Linked DNA regions of Sus scrofa: all the other regions are linked to region 3. The links are chromatin contacts, called in public Hi-C and promoter capture Hi-C maps. All regions are on one chromosome and are shown on one strand. The core of a region is the stretch at or near the end of the contact, and the rest is flanking DNA. Distances in the headings are between cores, read along the strand shown. Region 1 overlaps ARFGAP3 (ADP-ribosylation factor GTPase-activating protein 3). Region 2 holds the start of ARFGAP3 (ADP-ribosylation factor GTPase-activating protein 3). Region 3 has its middle 34 kb from the start of A4GALT. Region 4 holds the start of SERHL2 (serine hydrolase-like protein 2).

Region 1 (4,247 bases), core at 1,330-3,829, 93 kb before region 3:
CCCACTCGTCACTTGCTGGCCGTGTGGTCTCGGTCGAGTCCCTCACCTGGCAGGAGCCTCAGGTGTGCCCCTGTCACCAGGGCTGGTGACGACCCCCACCTCACCGAGTCGTGAGGTCGGGGTCCTCACCCCCCATGCGTGTTAGCTGTTCGCAGACAGCTCCAGACAGTCAGGGGTAGAATGTAATCTTATGCTGTGTCTTCCAGCTTGGGGCCAAAAAAGGAAGTCTGGGAGCCCAGAAACTGGCGAATACGAGCTTTAATGAAATTGAAAAACAAGCCCAAGCTGTAGATAAGATGAAGGAACAGGAAGACCTTCTGGCCAGGACGGCTTCTAAGGAGGAATCGATGTAAGTGTGATTGTGTCACTCGCGCGTCCTCGTGGCTGAACCTGTCCAAGAAACAGCTCTGAGCCCAGCTTTCCAAGCGCCATTCCTCTTTCCATGTGCGTGCGAGGAGGCTAATGCAGAGTTTAGGTGTGCAAAAACTTAATACCCATCTAGGGCCGTGTAGGTTGGAAGGCGAGAGGGGTGGGGAGGGAGGGCAGCTGCCATTTCCGGTGGCAGTTGTACAGGCAGGCCTGGGAGGGGGGACACGAGAAGGGAGAGACAGAGACGTGTCTGCAGGTACTTATGCAGGAGAGCTGCTCAGCATCTTTTGTCACCAGGGAAAGGCAAGTCCGAGCCACAGCGAGATGCCCCTCACTCACGGGGAGACATACAGTAACTGGTGTGGGTGAGAAAGCAGAGAAGCTGGTGCCCTCGTGCTGCACCGGTGACAGTGTGCCCAGCAGCAGTCCCACTCCGAAGAACATATGCAGAGAAATCAACATACGTGCCCACGCATCCACACCAAAACTTGTACATGTGTTCACAGCAGCCTTAATCCTCATAGCCCCAAAGTAGAAACAACCCATGTGTCCGTCAACTAGTGAATGGACAAACAAAATATGTGTCTTCGTATAATGGAATATTATTTGTCCGTGAAAAGGACGCAGGCACTGATACATGCTACGGCACTGATAAATCTTGAAAAGTTTATGCTAAGAAAGAAGCTGGGAGTTCCCTTGTGGTGCAATAGGTTAAGGATCTGGCTTTGTCACTGTGGCAGCTCAGCTTGCTGCTGTGGTGTGGGTTCAATCCCTGGCCTGGAAATTGCTACATGCTGCAGGTGCAGCCAAAAAAAAAAAAAAAAACCAAAAAGGATAATGAAATTAAAAAAAAAAGAAAGAAGCGGATCCCAAAAGACCCCATACTGTATAATTCCTTAGATATGGCATGTCCAAATTAAGCAAATCCAGCAACAGAAAGCAGGTTGGTGGCTGTCAGGGGCTGGGGACGGGGGCGGGGGGAGGGTAATGAGGCGTCACGAGTAATGGGTTTCACTGGGGAGTGATGAAAAGTTCTGGAATTACTGGAGATGTTCAGCAGACCCCATGAGTATACTAAACACCACCGAATCGTGTACTTCAAAAGGGTCAGTTTTGTGGTATGTGAGTTATATCTCGGTAATGAAAAATGTATTTATCCTGGGAAGCCCCCGTGGCGACTGAATTCCAACTCTTGCACAGAAGGCTGTGGGTCGGGTGATACCTTCAGAGGTTTTGAGCCTGGATCTTGGAGGGTCTCCGAGTCGGACTCGGCACAGAGGAGGCGGAGCAAGAAGAGCCTTCGAGGGAAGCAGAGGGCGCCCGACGTTTGTACGGGGTTCCGCCTGGACTGGAGACTTGAGAATAGTGACGTGGGCCACCCTGGAGTCAGGCCCGTGGGTTTAAGTCACGCGGAGAGGAGAGGAGCGCCGTGGGGGAGGGTGTCCTGGAAAGTGCGTTTGGTAGCTGCGTCCCGGCCAGACGAGGGACGTATCGTAAGTAGATACTTAAGGCTCTTGAGAGGTTTTCATTTGTGTTGACAAGAGAAGGGACATACGGCTGCCTGGAAAGTGCCCATGACTGGGCATAAGAGCCAAGAAAGGAGGGCGACTGGGAGTCTGACTTTGTGTGTGTGTTTATTGTATTTATCTGGTGTTTTCTCTTATCTTCATGTGTATCTGCTTTAGCTTGAGTTCATGACTACAGGCTGCATCATGAAGAAAATAATAGTCCTTGATGAGGTTGTTTTGAGGATTCGTTTAGTTCATGCTCATCAACATGCATTAAGCAGTGCCTGGCGCACAATTGGTGCGCAGTCCGTGTGGCTTCTTACTATTTGTGCTAACAGTTTGCCAAGCAGATTCTGATTCGCCAGATGATATGAAATTGCTTCTTGTTTCTTGTTGTCATTCAACTCACAGGACGTAGGGGGCAGCACTAAACTGAGTTTAGGTTAAATGTGACCGGAATGCGGAGCGGTCACAGAGTTCACCTTGATCTCTGGCTGTGCTAGGTCTTTTGATGCTGGGAAAGGGGATGGTTAAATCTGAGTGTGTCTGAGAACGGGCTCTGCCAGACGGCTCCTGTATGAGGTTTGACCGTGCAGAGCCCCTGCCTGCTCAGAACAAAGATCCAGAAAGCCAGAGCCTCCCTCCCTGAAGCTCAGGTGGATGGGAACTAGTCTGTTCATGTTAGAAACCACACCAGCCGTCGCTTGTGTCTTTCGTCAGGACTGCTCAGTGCAGCATAAAAGCAAAGGTGCAGATCGCGGGGGGTGTTTATGGACTGTGAACCTAAGCCCAATTCGACCCCTTTCGTGGACTGGTTCAGAACAGCTGCACCACCTCCCTAATCGCCGCTCAGATGCATCAGAGCTCAGCATCGCCACCCAGGGCTCTGCCAGCCGTGGGAAAGTGCCCGGGCTTGCTTCTTTCCTCTTGGGCAAGGTCGCTGTTGAAGCGGCTGCGAAGAAAGTTACTTCAGCTTGGTCACCTGTCAGGAGCAGCACTGCTTGCTTCTTCACCTGTCAGGAGCAGCACTGCTTCTTCACCTGTCGGAGCAGCACTGCTTCTGTGTCATCTGGAGGTAAAACTAAACTCTTCGTGCAGCAGCCTTACCCTCACCGGGTGGCAGCTCACGGGTCTGCGCACAGTTGGGCCGGAAGCGTGAGAACAGGCAGAGCTTGACCTGAGCATCCAGCCAGCCCTCCCCTGAGCCTGGTTCTGGGAAGGGCTCCTGCGGGTCTGAGAAGCTCGCAGTTCTGGCATCTTCGTTCTCTTAGTGTGTCTCTTGGTGTTAATTCATGCTTTGGACGAGGGTTAGACCCAGCCGCACGTCAGATGCCCCAAGAAGGAAGATGCTCCCTCTCATGTCTTTCTCACTCCCAGCCCTTCCTCTCCAGAAGACTCTGTTCCCACAGTGACACAGATCTCTAGGTACACAGATCTGATGTTATCCTCCAAAACTATACCTGAAAGAGTGTTGCTTATTTTCTGAGCAATGGAGTGAGTATGTTGCCATTACCCATATTCCAGTAGGAATAACAGTAAAGAAAACAAGCTGCCAGATCAAAGTAGAAATCCTGCATCACCATTAAGGAGGGAAACAGCCAAAGCAAGCGTGTCTTTCCCTAGTAAGAAATTCTGTTGTCCTTCCCTCATGGACCTTAGATAGTGTCGTTCTTACGAGGACGCGTGCCATTTTATGCAGTGGATGATAGCCTAGAAATCCTGATGAGGTAGGATGTCATTTTTCAGGGTCTTGAAATTTTGTTGCTTTCTTACTAATATGATAAATCGCTTGTGTGGTTGCTAATATGGGCCTGGTTTTCTTTATGAAAAATTCAGTGTTTGTAGTGTTTTTAGAAATCTGAGAGTGAGGGCAGTGTTTGGTGCATCCTCCCCGTCCCCCAAGGTGCAGTATTTGTCACAGATATTTGAAAGGCAGATGCTGCGTGGCTGAATGACGGTACAGAAGAAGGTGTTGGCTGAGGAATGGCTCCTCCGTTGTAAACGAGCCTGATCACAGGAAGAGATCCCATGGGAAATAATCCTGTAACCTGAAGAATCCTTTTGCAATGAAGTAATCCCTTCTTAATTTATCTACACGTGCGTTTTAAAGTTAAATCTACGTATGCGCTTTATCTCAAACCGAAGCAAACCGATGAGACTAACTTTGAATTTTTGACATGAAAAGTGGAAGTACTCAGTCAAATATTAGTCCAAGTAGGAAATGCTGCTTCTATTATCCCATAGAGAAATAATTTTAGGGTACATCATGACATTTTAAGTGGTATTGATTTTGGAGGGACAGCCGTGAGTGGCGGCTGGAAGCGAGGTCTTAATTCTCTGCTCAGGAACTGAATTGGACCTGGGCAGCCT
Region 2 (4,239 bases), core at 1,115-3,614, 120 kb before region 3:
TGTCACAAGGATGGAATCATACAATGTGTAGCCTTTTGAGACTGTCTTACCTTTCTCTTCACATAATTCATCTGAGATCCATCCACCAACTTGTCTTTCACTTCATATTAATTCATCTGCAATCCATCCAAGAGTTTCATGCCTCAGTAAGTTGCCCCTGTTTAGTGCGGGTAGTTTTCATCGAATGAATTTACCACGTTTGTTAATCCAGCTGAAGGATATTTAGGTTGTTTCCAGTTTTTTATTATGAATAAATGTATTATAAACATTCAAGTACAGTTTTTTTGTGTAAATGTTTTCATTTCACTTTCCAATTATTTTATAATATTGTAATACCGTAAATATTAATGACAATCCTAAATCTTTTATCCCATTAAAGGAAGTAATGATATCAGCTTAAATTTCTATCTTTTTAAAAAAATCAACCAATAACATAATTATTTAAATATTTTACCTTTTAAAATGGGGGCATTTGTGAATTTCCAAAAATATGAAACCAAGCAGGACCCTGTGGGGCTCTCCTGGGTGCCAAAGCCCCTCTGTGTCCCCCATTTCTGGTTTGTGAAAAAGGGCTTTAGTCTCGCAGGACTTCCCTGAGCTCCAAAGAGCAGATTCAAGCAGTTATTAATTAGGGAACTGAAAGGACTGAAGACACAGAGGAAAAACACTCAAGAAACCAGTTCACCGATAAAACAGTCCCAGTTCCTCCGTAACAACTGTCATCCAATCGGATACATATCTTTGCGTTGTTCTGCAGAAACTAAGACCCCACCCACCCAGGTGGAGGATGTTGACGGCATGGGGACCACAAGCACACCGACCACAGACTGGCTGGAAGCAGAAGGTTCCTGAAACATCACCCGTTAACTCACCACCCACCAATCAGAAGGAAGTTCAAGAGCTAAAACCCTCACCCCAATGTTGTCTTTGAAACTCTTTCCCTGGAAACCACCGAGGAGTTTGGATCTTGCTCGGTGCCTACAGTAAACACGCACCACGGCATCAGTAAATTGGCTTTGCTGCTCAGTGAGCAAGAAGAGCCAAGTTCAGTTCAGGAGCAAGTGCGCTGCCTTAGCCTACAGGGGTTGGTGGAAATCAGATAAGGCTGCTCCTGATTCCAGGAACTCAGTTTCTTTGTTTTGTTTTTCCCAGGCTAGGGGTCAAACGGGAGCTGCAGGTGCTGCCTAATACCGCAGCCACAACACCACCAGATCCAAGCCATGTCCTCCACCGACACCAAGCTCACAGCAACGCCAGATCTTTAACCCACTGAACAAGGCCAGGGATCGAACCTGCGTCCTCATGGATAATAGTCAGATGCGTTTACTGTCGAGCCAGGACAGGAACTCCTCAAGGGTATATACTTTAACTCAGTACCAGGAAGAACTTTCAAACAGAGCTGTCTGCAAAAATAACTTACTGTTCTGGAAGGTAATAAATTTCCCTTCCTTGGCAGAGGTCCAACTTCCCCCAGGGTTTCTACTCACACAGGTTGAGTGAACAATTCCCAGCCTCTAAAAGCAGAAAGACCACTGCCAAAGCCTTTTCCAGGGCCTCCCTGGCAGCCGCTCTCCTGTGCTGCTCAGCGCTGATCCCCCCTCTCTCATCCCATTGCACAGATGAGCAGACCAAGCTTTAGCGAGGTGACCCGAGCAAGGTCACAGCGCTGGGAAGGAGCTGGCTGGACCGTGCATTTGACCCCAAGACCTGTTATCCTTCCCTGAGCCGCAGAGCCTTACCTAGGGGCTCCACATCCACTAATGCAGAAGAGGCACCTTTCTCCAAGCGTTAAAACCCTCTGGCGAGTAAGGGTAGGAAAAGGCCAGCTTCTTTTCCTGTCTATATTTATCCATTCTGACCCGGCGCCTTTCGCCTCTGGAGAACTGCTACTTGTCACTGACACACTCAAACTGATACTGTAAGAAAACCAGTTTTCGGCATTGGAGGCTTCCCACTCAGCGCTCAGCTTTAGCTTACGGGAAAAAAAAAAAAAAAAAAAAAAAGCAACTAGAGAACCCAGCATCTGGACTCCCGGATGCCGCAGGAAGGCCCTTGCCTCTCGGTTCCTCCTTTGCCACTTGGAGGAGCAGGTTCTGCCACCCTCACAGGGAGGAGGCCAGAAGACCCGGCGAAGAAAGCAGTCGGTCAGCCGACGTGGTGGTCCCCACTGAGGTGCTGGTGGGCGCAGACCTCCGCGGGGCCCGGCTTCCACACCCACAGCCCGGCGCGAACGGCGAGCGAGACTCCTGCGCACGCGCGTGCAGCGCCGGGGGCGGGGCCTGAGGGGCGGAGCCGGCGGCCCCCCCGAGCCTGGGCCCTAGGGGAGAGCGGCGCGTGCGCTCTGGGCGGTGGGCGGGGCCTGGGCGGGGACATCGAGAGGCGGGGTCGAGCGTCACGCGCAGCCCCGCCCCTCCGCCGTCGTCTACCTCCTGGAGGCGGCAACCGCTGCTGCTCTGCCCTTCCCGGTTGGCAGGGGCCAGCTGCGCCTCGGTTCTTTGGTGACCATGGGGGACCCGAGCAAGCAAGACATCCTGACCATCTTCAAGCGCCTCCGCTCGGTGCCCACCAACAAGGTAACGGCCGCCGGGCGTGTTCAGGCTTGTTTGGCATCCTTGCTGGACCCCGCGGGCGGCCCCTGCGGCGGCAGTGGCCACGGCCGCGGGAGGAGGAGCTGGCCCGGCCTGTGACACGTCGCACTGTGCGGCCGCAGCGGCTGGGCCTCGCCTGGGTCCAGACTGTGCGCCGCCCCCCCAGTCTCAGGAAGGGAGAGGCAGAAGAGGGGGCGCACACCGGGGTCCAGAGCAGGGCAGGCACCGAGGGGCCCTGGGTGCCGGAAGTGTGAGCATCTGGGGGTCCCGGGGGCGGACATTTGTGGGTTCCTGACACCGGGCCGAGGAACTTAAAGGAGGACGGAGGCGGCTTTTGGGGGTGGCAAAGTGAAGTGGCCCCTGAGTTCCTGAGAATACTGAGGGCTCATACACGGGACTCCTGCGACCTGGAGCAGACCCCGGACACCGTAGGCCACCTGTGACCCAGCCGGGAAGCGTGCACGGGGCAGAAACAACAGCTGGTAGCCCTGGGCGCTTGGGAAAACTCGACTCACCCCCTTTCCCCCTCGAGCTCACCTCTGAAGCTCCTCAGGGGCGCCTGTTAGAGCCTGGATTGTTCCCTGTGCCCTTTGGCGGCAGCCTCAGCTTCCCTGTCCGATAAAGCTGCTAAGTGGTCACTGCAGTGGCTTTGAGCTCTTTTCTCTTACGAGAAAGCCCACCACAACCCTTTCCCTTCCTAACCTTTGGGTCTCTTTGGAGATTGGGGTTTTCCTTTCTTTTTTTCATCTCCAGAGCCTGTTTCCCCCCCATGACTCTTACAACTTTTGGCTCCTGGCTGGAGATGGGATGACGCATGGGGCTAAAGTGACACCGTCCGCGGAGGATCACAGATCGGAGTGGAACCTAGACAGTGCAAAGGGCTGTCGTGTCAGCATGGACTCTCCCCTCTGCTCCTGTGACAGGAGTTCTGTCTGGTCCCCCCTGTCACCTCCACCACAACAGCTATTAACCAGTACGGTCATGCGTCATGACCCTGAAGTCCCTGAGTTTTACAGAATTTAGATGTCTTTGTTTTAAGTCTAGGTGGAGGTGAGCCCATATTTTTACAACCTAAGAGAAGTGAGAAGGAAAAAGATGACGGTAGGAGAGTCAGGAGGAGAAAGGAATTCTCCAGTGCCAATTTCTTTGCTATTTTCTTGATTTTCAAATGTAGATTGACCTGTTTATAAAGAGTGGTTGCTGTAAACCAGACTAGATTAAGATCTGCTTAGCAGTGTGGAAATTATATTTTTTGTTTGCTACATCTCAGAAACACAACGTGTGAACTGATCAAAGGGAAGGTGCCCCTTTTAAATAAGTCAATGAGTTGATACCAAAAACACTTTTGAGGGACGTGTATGCTTTCTTGTAAATGTTTATCCAGATCCTGTGACTTTCTAACTGTGTCACCTTGGGCAGGTTGTTTGACGACTTTATACCTTTTTTCCTCATCTGAAAATGGGCATGAGCTGGGTCTAATTCAGAGGGTTATTGTGAGGCTTACATGAGAAAATCCAAGGAGTTCCCACTGTGCAGGGTAGGTTAAGGATCCAGCCTTGTTGCAGCTGTGACCTTGGTCACAGCTGTGGCTTGGATTCGATTTCTAGTCTGGGAACTTCCATGTGCTGTGGGTGCAGCCATAAAAAAGAGA
Region 3 (3,698 bases), core at 994-3,493:
GTAGGTCGCAGACGCAGCTCGAATCCCACGTTGCTGTGGCTGTGGTGTACGCCAGCAGCTACAGCTCCAATTCGACCCCTAGCCTGGGAACCTCCATGTGCCACGGGTGCAGCCCTAAAAAGACAGAAACAACAAACAACAAACAAAAGACCTCAAGCTCTTTCAACACCAGGGAGTCCCAAGCTGTTTCCCAAAGACTCTGCCCTGTGACTACTCAGGGGACCAATAAGAGTCCCAGGTCTCAGACAGGGATGAAAATACACTACTTGGGGAAGTTCCCACTGGGGCGCAGTGGGTTAAGAATCTGACCAAAGGGTGGCTGCAGAGGCATGGGTTCAATCTCCAGGCCAGCACAGTGGGTTGAAGGATCCAGCGGTCACAGCTGTGAGTCGGATTCCATCCCTGGCCTGGAATTTCCATATTCCGTGAGTGGGGCCGTTAAAAAATAAAAATAGAAAAGATACGCTGTGTGGCAAATCCCTTCCTTTGCACACTACAATGCAAAACCCTGAAAAGCTAATCTGTGTCAAGGAGCAGGGGGTGTGAACACCCCCAGACCCCAGTCTGACTTGGGTGTCAGAAGAACTGGGCCAGAACTCTCCACAGGGCACTTTTTTTTCAAATTAGACTTGATGAAGGATTTATTTTTATTTTTTTGTCTTTTTAGGGCCACACCCGCAGCATATGGAAGTTTCCAGGCTAAGGGTCAAATCGGAGCTGCAGCTGCCGGCCTGTGCCAGATCCAACCTGCACCTGTGACCTGTGCCACAGCTCATGGCAATGCCTGATCCTTAACCCACTGGGCAAAGGCAGGGATCAAATCCGGGTCCTCATACTAGTTGGGTTTGTTCCGCTGAGCCACGATGCAAACACCTCCACAGGGCACTTTTGCAGCGTCACTTATTCAGCTACCATACGTCCTGAGCTAACATGCACCCGTCCCTGGTGCTGTGGACTGGGTCCAGAAGGGCCAGACGGCCTGCGTCTGAATCCCACACAGCTGTGTGATGCTGAGTGAGCAGGTGGCCTCGGTTTTCTCATCTGTGGAATGGCCGTAATACAGAGGTCCACCTCCCAGAGTGCCAGGCATAGAGCAAGTACGCGTGTTCATTATCATTGTCATCTTTTGATGAATGGATGGATGGAGCCCATTGCAAAACTGTGCGGTAGACAGGAAAGGCTGTAATTAATCCCATTTTACAGAAGAGAAAATTGAAGCTCAGAGGCATAAAAAGGTTGTCACAGACAGAATGGGGAGAATTAGTCTCATTTTACAGGTGTAGAAACTGAGGCTCAGGGAGTCAAAGAACAAGCTCAGAGTCAAAGTCAGTGTTAGAGCCGACTTTGCCCAGGCTGCTCTGGCCCAGGCTCCCCCTCTGCCCGCAGTAACAAGCCCCTCTTTACTCTGCACTAAAGCGGCAGGATTTCACAGAAGGCACAGGTGGTTCTCGTCACCACGGACCAGGAAGACGGTGGCCTGAGATGGTGTCCTTGTGTCGCATAATAGCTTGTGTCTTCCAGCCACATTTACCCAGGGCCTCACCTATGCAGGTCTCACCTGCCCAGGCCTCACCTGCTCAGGCTCTGCAGGAAATCCCCGTGAAATGTTGGCTCAAGAACCAGCAGTCCCTTCTCCCTCTCCCTGGGCTCAGCCCCTATGCCTGCCAAGGTGGACCTGCAGACCCTGCAGCAGGCCTGGCGCTGCGCCTGAAATACCACCATTAATGCTTCCTTTGGGGTTAAGGTGCATGTAGCCGGAACCCTCTCCTGAAACAGAAAGTGCCCTGAAGGGAGACTATTAAGGGAGACTCTGAGTAGAACACAGAGAGGGAAGGGCTGGGTGTCTTTCCTGATTTTTAGGAAAAGGAAGCAGGCTGCTTTGAAGGAAGGGAAACGGCCAAGCATGCAAGAAACTTCAGAGGGAGTTGAACAGCACCTACAGGGGGGTTCGGGGAGGCCTGATGTTTATCAAGCACATTCTTCCTGCCAGGCTCTGACCTGTGCCTGCGCGACCTCATTGAACCCGCAGGGTGGAGCCGCCCAGGGACTGGGCTCTCCCCATGCCCCGCGGACGCCAACTCGGCATCCATTCAAGCGCTTCATCCCGCCAACCTCTGAAGAACGAGGGGGACAGGGCTGGAAGTGCTGAGTGCAGCGGGGAATAAACCGGAGAAAGGAAGACGAGGGAGGGAGCCGGAGAGGGGAAGGGAGGATTTGACCGCGAGCGCTGCAGGCTCGGTGCTGCCGCCTAGAGGCTGCCCGGGGGACCCAGAAGAAGGAGGGCCCGAGGGCTCTTGGGGGCACCCGCAGCCTCCTGGGGTCTCTGCAGGGGCCCTGGACCACAGTCGCGGGGGTGGGGGCGCAGGCCTCGGCATGCAGTCTCCCGACCCCTCCCAGGCCCTGGTTCAAGCCTTGTCCTCCGCCGGAAGCACTTCCTCCGCCCATGAAACACCTCACCCTCCCAGGCCTTCCCAGGCGGCCTCCCCAGGCGGCCTCCCTCGGCGGGCACCACGCCCCTGGGCAGAGTTTCCGCTCCTTCCCCGGGTTTCCGCGGAGCCCCACAGCCCGAGGGTACAGCATCACCCCCGCAGGGCCCCCGGAGACGGGGCGCAGGGCTCCGATGGACAGACGCCGAATGAACCGAAACATCTGGAGCAGCGCAGAAGGGGGAGCGGTGAGGAAGCCCCAGCGGATTCACAAGCCCGCCTTCCAGGGGCCTCTGCTGGGATGAAGGGCCAGCAGGACCCCACGCGGGTGCAGGGAACCTTTCCCTGGCCCGAGGGCGCCCCCTGGAGGCAAGAACCTGGAGGACAGAGGCACAGCTTCTGCTGCTCTGCGCGTCCCCACGTCTGATCTCCGGCCTCCCGCGCCTCTGAGAGGCACGGCCTCCCGGCATCCCCTTCCCAGCATCACCGTGGCCTGAGAGGACCGATTGAGGGTTGGCAAGTCAGGCCGTGCACCTCCTCGATGAATCCCAGCGGTGAAGAGAAGAGGGAGAGGACAGATCCGAATCCGCCAAGGACCCACCTCTCGTCCCGTGCCGGACTCTCCCTCCTCTCCCCATGCTGGGTGACACGCGCACTTACCGAGTCCACACGCTTGACACACGGCCCACCGCACACGTGCAAACAGGCGCTCATGCACACACCGACACACGCACACCCCTACACGTGCCTGCACACATAATGTAGACACGCCCCCCGTGCTTACTTTCTGTAAGTGTGGTCCATTCTGCTCACCTCACCTCGCCTGGGTCATCGCCAGGCCTTGACACCCCCCGCTCCACACTCCTCTTGCTGCTCAGGTTAGTTGCAGGGCAGGGGTGGTATTCCCAGGATCTGCAGGTGGTACCCACCTTCCAGACCAGGCCCTTCAAGGCCCCCGTCGCAACCAACCCACTCAGGTGCCAGGCCCGGGGAGAGCAGAAGGCGGGACAAGCCAGCTCTCCCGAGCGCGGGGTGGGTGATGGCTTGCGGGACCACACCTCAACCCGGAGCACCCGACTGTGATGGTGCGATTTTAGGTGCTGTGACAGGCTGGGGGCGGGCCCTCAGCGGTCTCTAGCAACCTCATTTATTGACTCATTCATCTCCCTTCCTCCTCAGTTTGAAATGCCACCGTTATTCTTAGGTCTGTTTGCAGATTCTCAAAGGTCCCACTGAGGCTGAGTCTGCAGAGGACAGAACCAATTTTCCTTG
Region 4 (3,671 bases), core at 960-3,459, 120 kb after region 3:
TAGCCTGAAGTTGCATCTGGTACATAGCAGGTGCTCAGTAAATGTTTGTTCAATGAATAAATGCATGAATTATCTGAAATGTCATATTTTTCACTCTCCCATGCCTTGGCATATGTTAATTGCTTCAGTCTAAAAGCTCCTACTCCTTGCAGCAGTTACCTTTGGATGTGTGCCTAACTCGCAATAACTCTCTTTTGGGGAGCTGTCTCCCTCCCATCCACAAAGTCACCAAGGTGGGTCTGAGGGAGCCCTATTCCTGTCTTGGACGCTGCCCCTAGACCATAACCAATTTCTGGGGTGGGGCAACCTGACCCAAGTTGGGCCAAGGCCTCTGCCCCAGCAATTTGGAATCAGGGTTTGATATTCCAGCCTTACTCTGGGCTTGTCTTCAGAATGGGACACATTTGGGGAAAAAAAAAGGGGGGGGAGCCACAGTATGACTGTCAACTACCCCTGCAACTTAAGTAGCAGGGGGAAAAATTCAGATGTGCAGAGAGCAGAAGAGAAAGAAACAGGCTATGGTCAAGGAGTGGAGGGTGTGCTATGATGCACCACCCTGGATCCTGCAAGGGCCGAGCCGTCATTCCTCCAGCCCGCGGCGAATGTCAGCTGTGACAGTTGAGTTCTTCCCTGAGACTCGCCCCTCATGGAAGGGACCTGCCACGTCCGAGGACATGGCCTCCCCAGGGCATTCCATCACCACGGACCGGTCCTTATACCCCAGTCAATGCCCTCGCCAATGTACAAAGGGCTGGTGACAACCATCCCAGCTCCTGAGCTTCCCATGGAATCGTGTAAGGTTCCCAGCTGAATCCAGGTTCAACTTCTGCCCTGCGCAGCTGCTCTGATTTGCTAAAAGGCTGCTTCCTGAGAGGCTGAGCGATGAGTGTTCTGTATGCATGAATAAGAGAGTGCAGCTCTGCTTCCCAGGGCACCTAACCCAAGACACGAGGCTTACAGTGCAAAGGCACTGGTGGTAAAACAACTGATGATTGCTGTGATGAGGCAGAGGTTCTTCCCAAGAAGCACCTCAGCTTCCTTGCTGGCCCTAGCGAGGGGCCTCCTTAAATTAACCTTTCCTAAATGAAACATAGTTTGCAGGTCAGGGTGGTAAGCATTTTGGCCTCCAGCATAGCAGCTGAGACCCCCAGGGCCACCTGGAGAGGGAGGTAAAGTTTGGCCTTGGCACCTGGTCCTTTTTACAAATCTCTCCCGCCCCCCAGCCCTAGGGTGGGCATGTGAAGTGCTGCACCCAGCCCAGCCCCCTTCTCTCATTCAATGTGGATTGAGGGGCCACGAGGTGCGGGGCTCCTTCTCTGACCCATCTCGCTGTCAAAGTGCCCTGGACCGGCTCCCATCTCTGATCCCTGCGGCAGGCACGCACAGGTGCATTATCTTCCACCAGTGGCATTTTCACCATGGGGCTTCGTCTTGGTTCCTGTTTCTGGTTTCAGGGAATTTCCTCCTCTGGGGATTCAGCAGCTCAGTCCCTATGTAGACTTTGGGGAAGACTCCAGGCTGAAGGCGTCGTAGACACTCAGAGGCCCTCAGATGGTCCAGAACCCCTGAGAGGTTCCGAACCCCTCTTGTTGCAACTGAGGAAACAGAGTATTTGAACCAATCCTGCAACCCAGGACAGGCAGATGGGGAAATGCTTTCCACTGACTGAGGTTCAATTCGATTCTCTCGACACCCAGCATCTGCCGCCTCCCGCCCTTGGGAGGGTTTCCAGGAGCGAATCTGATTCTTGGCGCGCGCGGGTACCGTGGGGAGCGGAGCGGAGGCGCGCGGGGGCCGCGCCACGTCCCGGGGGCTGCGGGTGGGTCCAGAGCCGCTCTGCGGCCAGGGCGGCCAAGAAGAGGGAGAAACTCGTCTCCACCGCGCCCCCCCGCCCCCAAGTCCCGTTCTCCCTCTTTCTAGAAGCCCTCCTCTATCCTGGCTGCGACTGTGCGACTCTTTTTTTGGCGAAAGAAACCTTACCGAATCGAGGGCACTAGGGCGGCGGCACCAAGGGAAGGCAGGGTGGTGTCTGTTGGAGGCTTTTATCCTTGGAGCGTAGAATTAGAGGAAGAGCCCTTCCGCAGACCCCGAATTCCCGCTGCGCGCGACGGCCCGGGCCGTGGCAGGATCCCAAACACTCAGTGCCGCGTGGACCTTGGGCGGCGGGAACCTCGGACGCCGGTCGGCTCCCAGGAAGCCCTGCGGCCCCTCTCGAGCGGGGTTGGAGCGCCCCCTGCCGGCCCCCCGCCTTACCGCAGCCCCGCGCGCGGTCCTCCCCGGGGCGGATGCAGGGACCCCGGCAGGCGGCGCTAGGATGTAGGGGCTTCCTCCCAAGCCTGCCATCCCTTCGCACTTAGGCTGCAACTGATTCTTTTTTAAAAAGAAAAAGGAAAAAGGGCCTTTCCCCAGACCTCTGTGTGAGGCAATGGAGAGGAATACACCAACACTCCGGTGGCGTTCTCTGAACCTTTTTCGGTTCCAGGACCACTTTGGGGTCAAAGATTTTAAGGCAGGGATCCTCTTACAAGGAGCTGCCTACAAGGTATTAAAGAGCTTTGGGTTGGACAATCACTGACAAGTTAGATTTGACACTTTGGATGGGGCTTTAGACATGTGTGACAAACAGAAGAGTGGTTTTATTTTTACAAATTGGTGTTTGTTATTTTGATTTTTAGTTTTCTTTTGCTTTTTTAGGGCCACATTTGCGGCATATGGAAGTTCCCAGGCTAAGGGTCAAATCAGAGCTGCAAGCTGCTGGCCTAGCCCACAGCCACAGCAACATCGGGATCCAAGCTGCATTTGCGACCTACACCACAGCTCGCAGCCACGCCAGATCCTTAACCCACTGAGCAAGGCCAGGGATTGAGCCTGCATCCGCATGGATACTTGTTGGGTTCGTTACTGCTGAGCCACAATGGGAACTCCACAAATTGTTTCTTTTTTAATTTTTTAACATTATAGTTGATTTATAATGTTCTGTCAATTTCTGCTGTTCAGCAAAGTGACCCAGTTATATGTGTATATATATATATACATTCTTTTCCCCATATTATCTTCTATCACGCTCCACCACAGCTGATTGGATATTCATTCAATTCATTGCTTATCCATTCAAATTCGGGGTTTGCATCTACTACTCCCAGTACCCCAAACTCCCAGTCATCCCACTCCCTCCCCTTTGGCAACCACAAGGCTGTTCTCTATGTCCATGTGTTTGTTTCTGTTCTGTAGATAGGTTCATTTGGCCACACCTACAGCATATGGAAATTCCTGGGCTGGGGTCCAACCCAGAGCTGTAGCTGCTGGCCTATGTCACAGACACAGCAAGGCCAGAACTGAGCCACGTCTGTGACCTACACCACAGCTCACGGCAACACTGATTTTTTTTTTTTTTTTTTTTTGTCTTTTTGCCATTTCTTGGGCTGCTCCCACAGCATATGGAGGTTCCCAGGCTAGGGGTCGAATGGGAGCTGTAGCTGCCAGCCTACACCAGAGCCACAGCAACGCGGGATCTGAGCCACATCTGCAACCCACACCACAGCTCATGGCAACGCCGGATCCTTAACCCACTGAGCAAGGCCAGGGATCAAACTGGCAACCTCATGGCTCCTAGTCAGATTCGTTGACCACTGAACCACAACGGGAACTCCAACACTGGGTCTTTAACCCAC

What was found. Promoter capture Hi-C pulls out the DNA fragments that hold promoters and counts their contacts. A called contact is a pair of places that touch in the nucleus more often than the background predicts.
Region 1: a contact with region 3 is called in a Hi-C map of alveolar macrophages, with 5 times the contacts expected there. The contact joins two enhancer-like sites. A contact is called at or near these places in 1 of 5 promoter capture datasets (liver), 31 of 47 Hi-C or Micro-C datasets (adipocytes, alveolar macrophages, blood and 15 more) and 2 of 2 datasets of contacts at active chromatin or transcription factors (alveolar macrophages and skeletal muscle).
Region 2: a promoter capture Hi-C map of fetal liver shows a contact between it and region 3, with 4 times the contacts expected there. The contact joins the promoter of ARFGAP3 here to the enhancer-like site in region 3. A contact is called at or near these places in 4 of 5 promoter capture datasets (fetal liver, fetal skeletal muscle and liver), 23 of 47 Hi-C or Micro-C datasets (alveolar macrophages, blood, brain and 13 more) and 2 of 2 datasets of contacts at active chromatin or transcription factors (alveolar macrophages and skeletal muscle).
Region 4: a Hi-C map of subcutaneous adipose tissue shows a contact between it and region 3, with 4 times the contacts expected there. The contact joins the promoter of SERHL2 here to the enhancer-like site in region 3. A contact is called at or near these places in 1 of 5 promoter capture datasets (fetal skeletal muscle), 26 of 47 Hi-C or Micro-C datasets (adipose tissue, alveolar macrophages, blood and 12 more) and 2 of 2 datasets of contacts at active chromatin or transcription factors (alveolar macrophages and skeletal muscle).

What each region holds. Positions count from the first base shown.
Region 1 is chr5:6,023,177-6,027,423 of Sscrofa11.1, forward strand. It overlaps ARFGAP3 (ADP-ribosylation factor GTPase-activating protein 3), which reads left to right. Exons shown (of 16, transcript XM_003481526.4): 9 at 207-349. Among named protein-coding and RNA genes, the nearest start is that of ARFGAP3, 31 kb to the left of the region's middle. Within about 2 kb of position 2,580, at least 17 of the 83 cell types and tissues checked have an H3K27ac peak or open chromatin away from gene starts, as enhancers often do. A contact at or near this core is called in alveolar macrophages, where this site is marked.
Region 2 is chr5:5,991,773-5,996,011 of Sscrofa11.1, forward strand. ARFGAP3 (ADP-ribosylation factor GTPase-activating protein 3) reads left to right here and starts at 2,365. Exons shown (of 16, transcript XM_003481526.4): 1 at 2,365-2,573. The coding sequence starts at 2,505. It overlaps LOC110260619 (a long non-coding RNA gene), which reads right to left and starts at 2,268. Exons shown (of 2, transcript XR_002343865.1): 1 at 1-2,268. It overlaps LOC110260620 (a long non-coding RNA gene), which reads left to right and starts at 2,580. Exons shown (of 2, transcript XR_002343867.1): 1 at 2,580-2,838; 2 at 3,342-3,805.
Region 3 is chr5:6,116,373-6,120,070 of Sscrofa11.1, forward strand. No RefSeq gene overlaps it. Among named protein-coding and RNA genes, the nearest start is that of A4GALT, 34 kb to the left of the region's middle. Within about 2 kb of position 2,244, at least 55 of the 83 cell types and tissues checked have an H3K27ac peak or open chromatin away from gene starts, as enhancers often do. A contact at or near this core is called in adipose tissue, alveolar macrophages, brain and 8 more, where this site is marked.
Region 4 is chr5:6,237,602-6,241,272 of Sscrofa11.1, forward strand. SERHL2 (serine hydrolase-like protein 2) reads right to left here and starts at 2,210. Exons shown (of 12, transcript XM_021091434.1): 1 at 1,981-2,210.